Linked DNA regions of Zea mays: region 1 is linked to region 2. Evidence: chromatin contacts called from public Hi-C data. All regions are on one chromosome and are shown on one strand. The core of a region is the stretch at or near the end of the contact, and the rest is flanking DNA. Distances in the headings are between cores, read along the strand shown. Region 1 holds the start of LOC100284430. Region 2 holds the start of LOC100274567.

Region 1 (2,700 bases), core at 42-2,541, 530 kb after region 2:
AGCTGAAGGCACCTCACACGAGTCACTCACGACGAATGGTGATGATGACTGCGCAGCGCATCATCACGGTTCTTTTTTTTTCACGGAGGCCCAGACCAGGGGCTCTTTTGATCTGGTCCATCCATCTATTCTGATGAAGTCAAAACCTGTGGTACGGTACGACTGCTGCAGCAGCCAGGAACACATCATTTCGTCTCGATTCTCAGCTACTGTTGCGGCGGTCAAGATGGTGTGGCGGGCAGGCGGGCAGCAGGAGCCAGGAGGTGTGCCGCTGCAGCAGCCTAGGTAGTGGAAAGAAAGGCACTAGCCTAGGCACGTCGCCTCCCAGAGGCAACATGCAAGAGATCCATCCATCCATCCATGTCTTGACTTGCTGCTGGCTGCTGCACGCACTCTTGCCGCCATGGATGCATGCCTGCCTGGTGCACTCGTGGAGCTGCTAGCTGCCTGCTGCTCCACTCGTGAATCGCCGTCCTTGGAGCTCCCGCAGCAGCCAAAAACAAAAACAAAGCATTGCTGTGCTGCTCTCTTTTCCTTGATCCTGTTGCGGTGCTGTGCTGTGCTGCTGCCACCAATGACCAAAGCAAAACCCACATCATATTTGCTGCTGTCTCTTGCGATGATGCAACGCCAACGCAGGCCTGCCGCTAGATCGAGTGGGGTTCCCAACATGGGTGGTATAGTACTACTCCAACGAGCTACTGCACTTTTGCAGGTCTTCCCGATGACCTCTTGCGTTGTATGCATGGATTGCGAGCAAGCCAAAGGAAAGAAAAAAAAACACTACTTGCACACTCCAGCAGCTGCGCCTGTTTGTCTTTCTTTCTGTCTGTCCGTCTTTCTTTCTTTTGAAATGTGCAGTTGGCGCCAACATCTACTCATCTAGCTACCTACAGCACACCCAGGAGCTAGGAGGAGGAGACAAGGACGACAAAAGCGGAATTCCCTTGGCAAATCAGCAACCCCGAGAGGGAATCCATCACCATCAGCACGCTTAACAGACCACACGAGCATTTTGCTTGCATGTCCTCTAATTAGGAGCAGAGTTTAGTATTTTTTTTTTCTTTTGGGTCCGCAAGAAGCTTAAAGCAAGGGCGTCGTTGGGTTGTGGGCTTTGGAGCCTTCTCCCCTCCCGCTTTCCTCGTGGCCTTTTCTCGGGCGTGCAATCAATGCGTCGGAGCGAGCGTGCTTGCTTGTGAGGGGGTGCATGCGGATGACGGAGCTCGCTGGCATTCTCTCTTATTACTACTACTACTACCTGTCAAGCTCAACAAGTCAAAAGGCTTTGCATGTCCCCACCCAACCCAAAGTTCATTTTCGTTTTTAAGCTGCGCTAGTAGCTGCTGCTGGTGGTTCGAAGTTCATTCAGAGAGAGCGCGAGAGGGGGTGTGGCTGTCTATGGCGTACGAGAGGATACACGAAGCTCCTCAGGTAATGGCCGCCGGACCAGGCACCGGCCTCCTCCCCCCATCATCGCTTGCTGCAGTTCTTCCATTTCTTTTGCTCAGGTCATCTTTGACCAATTTAAAGACCTGCTACTGCTGGACAGCAGTGCGGAGGTCTACTAGTATATGAATTCACATCACCTCGATGTTGTTCTTGTGTGACGGCTCGGATCGGTGGATTCTGGACGCAGATGGTGGCCATCTCGCCAACCAGGCTCAGGATGAAGCTGCTGGGCTCCAATCACAAGGACGACCCCACTCGCAAGACGCTGCAGGCGTCGAGGCTCGACGACGATGACCACCCCAACAACAGCCTCCTGCCGCAAGAGCTCGACGAAGGTGCGTGCGTTGCCCGGACCCCCTGGCACTCCATTCCATCGTCGTGGCATCGTCCCGCAACCGCAACCACCCCACGTTGTTCGGTGAGTGAAGTGAGCGATTCGATCGGCTGCCCTGCAGAGTACCCCAAGGACCACCGCTCCGACTCTTCCCGGTCGCGGTCCGACGCCAGCCACGACAGGATCAGTGGCAGCGACGACGACAGCGGCACCAACTTTGAGTTCTGCAAGGACGAGAGGGCGGCCCTGCCGGCTTCGGCGGCGCCCGGACCGTTCTTCCGGCAGCAGGTGCCGTCCAAGTGGAACGACGCGGAGAAGTGGATCGCGGGGCGCCACCACCGCCACGTCGTGCACTCCAACCCTGTCTTCTCCAAGAAGCCCGCGGCGGGCGCGCCCACCGAGCTGTCGTCTAATAGGTCCTCGCACAAGAAGCCCCGCTTCTCGCCGGCGGCCGTGTCGACGCGGGACGTCGGGACGGAGATGACGCCCGCCGCGAGCCAGGAGCAGTCGCGCAGCGGCACCCCCGCCGGCGCCGCCACGCCGGCGCTCAGCCCGCTCTGCTCGGCGCCGTCCAGCCCGCGGCGCGGCGGCTCCTCGTCCGTGCCGGAGCGGGAGCTCCGGCTCCGGACGCGGCGGGAGATCGCTGCGCTCGGCCTGCAGCTCGGCAAGATGAGCATCGCGTCGTGGGCCAGCAAGGAGGAGGGTCTCCTCGCCGCCGCGTCGCCGGAGAAGGACAAGCGCTACGCGGCCGTCGACACGGTGGTCAGGAGCAAGGCGTTCGAAGCTCGCGCCGCCGCGTGGGAGGAGTCCAACAAGTGTAAACTCGCGGCAAGGTGCGCAAAAAAACGTTTTTTTGGGATCGTATCCAGTGCACAAGGGCCACACCGTGCACAAATGCAAGTTCGACCCTTTTTTAA
Region 2 (2,700 bases), core at 172-2,671:
TGCTGTTGGATCGGTCAACAAGGAAACTGGAAACACACACACACACACACACACACACACACACACACACACACACACACACACACACACACACACACACACACACTTGAAGCTACAATCAAGAACTCGAGGATTTTGTGGTGCCGAACAACTGTCACTTGTTTCTATTTTCCGATCTCATGTTTCAAGATAGATGTAGTGCTAACCGACCAGCTGAGTTCATATTGACACCTCGATACATGATTGACTAGCAACTTCTTGACTAACACAAGCAACCATACGTCCTTGACTCGTTGGGGCATACATGTGAAAGGTTGACACCTCCCATCCACGCTTGTGCTGCTAAGCAACAGGACGAATCCTACCAAATGCAAGCAGAAACTGCCTGGTGGCAAGTCATTGTCATCACGAACGGCATGACGTTTATGAACACATAGGCCAAGTAATTTCCATACAATAAATCTGACAAAGACGGTTGCTTTAGTTCCCTGCCTAACCCACAGATGGCAAAAAGTATGTGATACGGAGACTGGAGGAGATACAGGAGCCCATATCATATCATTGTGCGAGGTTCGACAAAATCTTTTCAAAAAAAATCCAAGGAATGAGCGCAGATTCAAGCAATTCGTGTTTCGTCTGCACAAAATCTCTGAAGAATACACAGTTTCTCCCCAACAAAAATAGCATCATTGCCACAGCGCAGAACTCCCAAGATCCTATAAGTCAATCAACCCTATGAAACTGCGAAAATGATCCACTTTTCCCACATCCCAACATGGAAAAACCAAATGCAGGAAATAGAACAGCAACGACAGCACCAGAGGAGGTAAAAAAAAGGTCACGCAATGCCTTGACCCCCATCCCCAAGAAGAAAGAGGAGAGCCAAAGCCAGGAGATGGAGCTCACAGTCACAGATCGAGCGTGCGAGAAGGGGTGGGGGGACGGACACGGACGGACCGAGTGACTGACCTGCGGTTCTGGAACCAGACCTTGATCTGCTTGGGCTCGATGTTGCGGAGGATGGGGCAGTCCCTGATGAGGTGCTGCCGGCGCAGCGAGCTGGGCTTGGGGCACTCGCTGTAGACGCGCTCCAGTGCCTCCACCTGCTCCGGCGTGTACCGCACGTACTTGCCCGCGTCCACCTGCGGCGCGGCGCCCGGGGAGAGCCTCTCCCTGCTCGCCACCGCCGCCATCGTCGCCAGCGGACCCGCTAGTAGTGCAGGAGAGGAGAGGAAGCGGAGGCGGAGTAGCAGGCCCCCGTGCGCGCTGCCGCCATGGCCATGGCGCTGGGCGTGCTTGCGGGGGGAGTAGTGTAGGGAGTAGGGAGTAGGTGGTGGTTGTGCTCGCGTGGGATGGGAGTGGGCAGTGGTGGAGTGAGGAGGAGGAGAGGACAGTAGCAGCAGAGCTCTGGGCTTGTTTAATAGCAGTACAGTACTGCTGCTCTGCAGCAGCAATAGATGTTTTCTGGTCACTCTCTCTCTCTCTTTCATCCGGTTTTTTTATAACTTTTATGAAACCTTCGGGTTTTTTTCTATTGGCTTGTTCGCTGCGGCTTGCTGCGGCTGCAATCCGGCTGCGGCTGCGGCTTCTACAGTATTTTTCTCTCTATGGATTGCAGCTGCAGCAGTCCAAACAGCTGCAACAGTGTCGGCTTGTAGCCAGCCGAACACGCCCTATGATTTCCATTTTCCGATTCTATAGTTCGTGCCATGGAGTCGATTTTTGGCTCTTCTTCTGAATTCTTTGGTTAAACGGCGTTTGCACCTAGGCTATACTATATCATATTCCCTACTTCACTCTTATTTCAAACCCCACTCTATAAAATAAATAGTGTTTTGTAACATTATATGTATAATCTGCTAGAAACAACCGCAAGAAAGAAGAAAAAAAACTTTTTTTGTCGCATGGAGATCAAACTACGTCGGTAGCTTCATGCTAGCGAGATCGGCGCGCCGCGAACTCACCCACGGTTTGAAGTGTTCGCTCAAAGCCTGAGCACTGCTAGACGCTAGTATATACTGTTCGAAAAAACCGAAAGGTTTTGGTGAGAGTTCAGAGGATGGGTGGCAGCTTTAAACAGCACATAGAGCCCTGTCAAAGCGAGATTCTTTTGGCGCCAAGCAGTTTTTTACATCACGCTTTTTAGAAGTCTGTGTGGCTGCATGAGCATTTTATTTTCTCCTCTCTCTGGGACCAGAGCACGGCTTCTATTCTTTTCAAGATCTCGGCTCTTTCTATGGAAAAAAAACACATAATACACGTATAATAATATGATGCACGAGATGATGGTCCATTGGGGTTGAAGTTTTGTTCTCCAGTAGTTCTCTAAAAGACTTGCTAAATCAATAATTTAGGTAGATAACATGAAAACTATTCTCCAACAGTTCTCTAAATAAACTTTCTAAATTTAACAACTTATCATCTAACCTCATTTTCTCTCTACATTTGGCAACCATTTAACAACTCCCTAAACAAAAATGTTGACTGCATTATATAGTTTTTGTGACTTATTTTTTATGTGGATAAATACAAAACAAAATTACAACCTTTATTTAGAGAACTATTGGAGAACTCACATTTTTTTACTCCAAAAGTTATTTAGCAACTTCTTAAATCTGTGATTTAGAGAGCTAAAATTTACATAACTATTGGAGTTGCTCTAAGGGAGCTTCCCATCCCACACCTCCCCCCCCCCCCCCC

Evidence for each region. A called contact is a pair of places that touch in the nucleus more often than the background predicts.
Region 1: a Hi-C map of ear shows a contact between it and region 2, with 3 times the contacts expected there. The contact joins the promoter of LOC100284430 here to the promoter of LOC100274567 in region 2. A contact is called at or near these places in 3 of 25 Hi-C or Micro-C datasets (bundle sheath, ear and tassel).

What each region holds. Positions count from the first base shown.
Region 1 is chr3:125,218,270-125,220,969 of Zm-B73-REFERENCE-NAM-5.0, forward strand. It overlaps LOC100284430, which reads left to right and starts at 1,292. Exons shown (of 5, transcript NM_001157325.2): 1 at 1,292-1,431; 2 at 1,637-1,784; 3 at 1,905-2,616. The coding sequence starts at 1,399.
Region 2 is chr3:124,690,232-124,692,931 of Zm-B73-REFERENCE-NAM-5.0, forward strand. LOC100274567 reads right to left here and starts at 1,422. Exons shown (of 18, transcript NM_001148922.2): 1 at 970-1,422. The coding sequence starts at 1,193.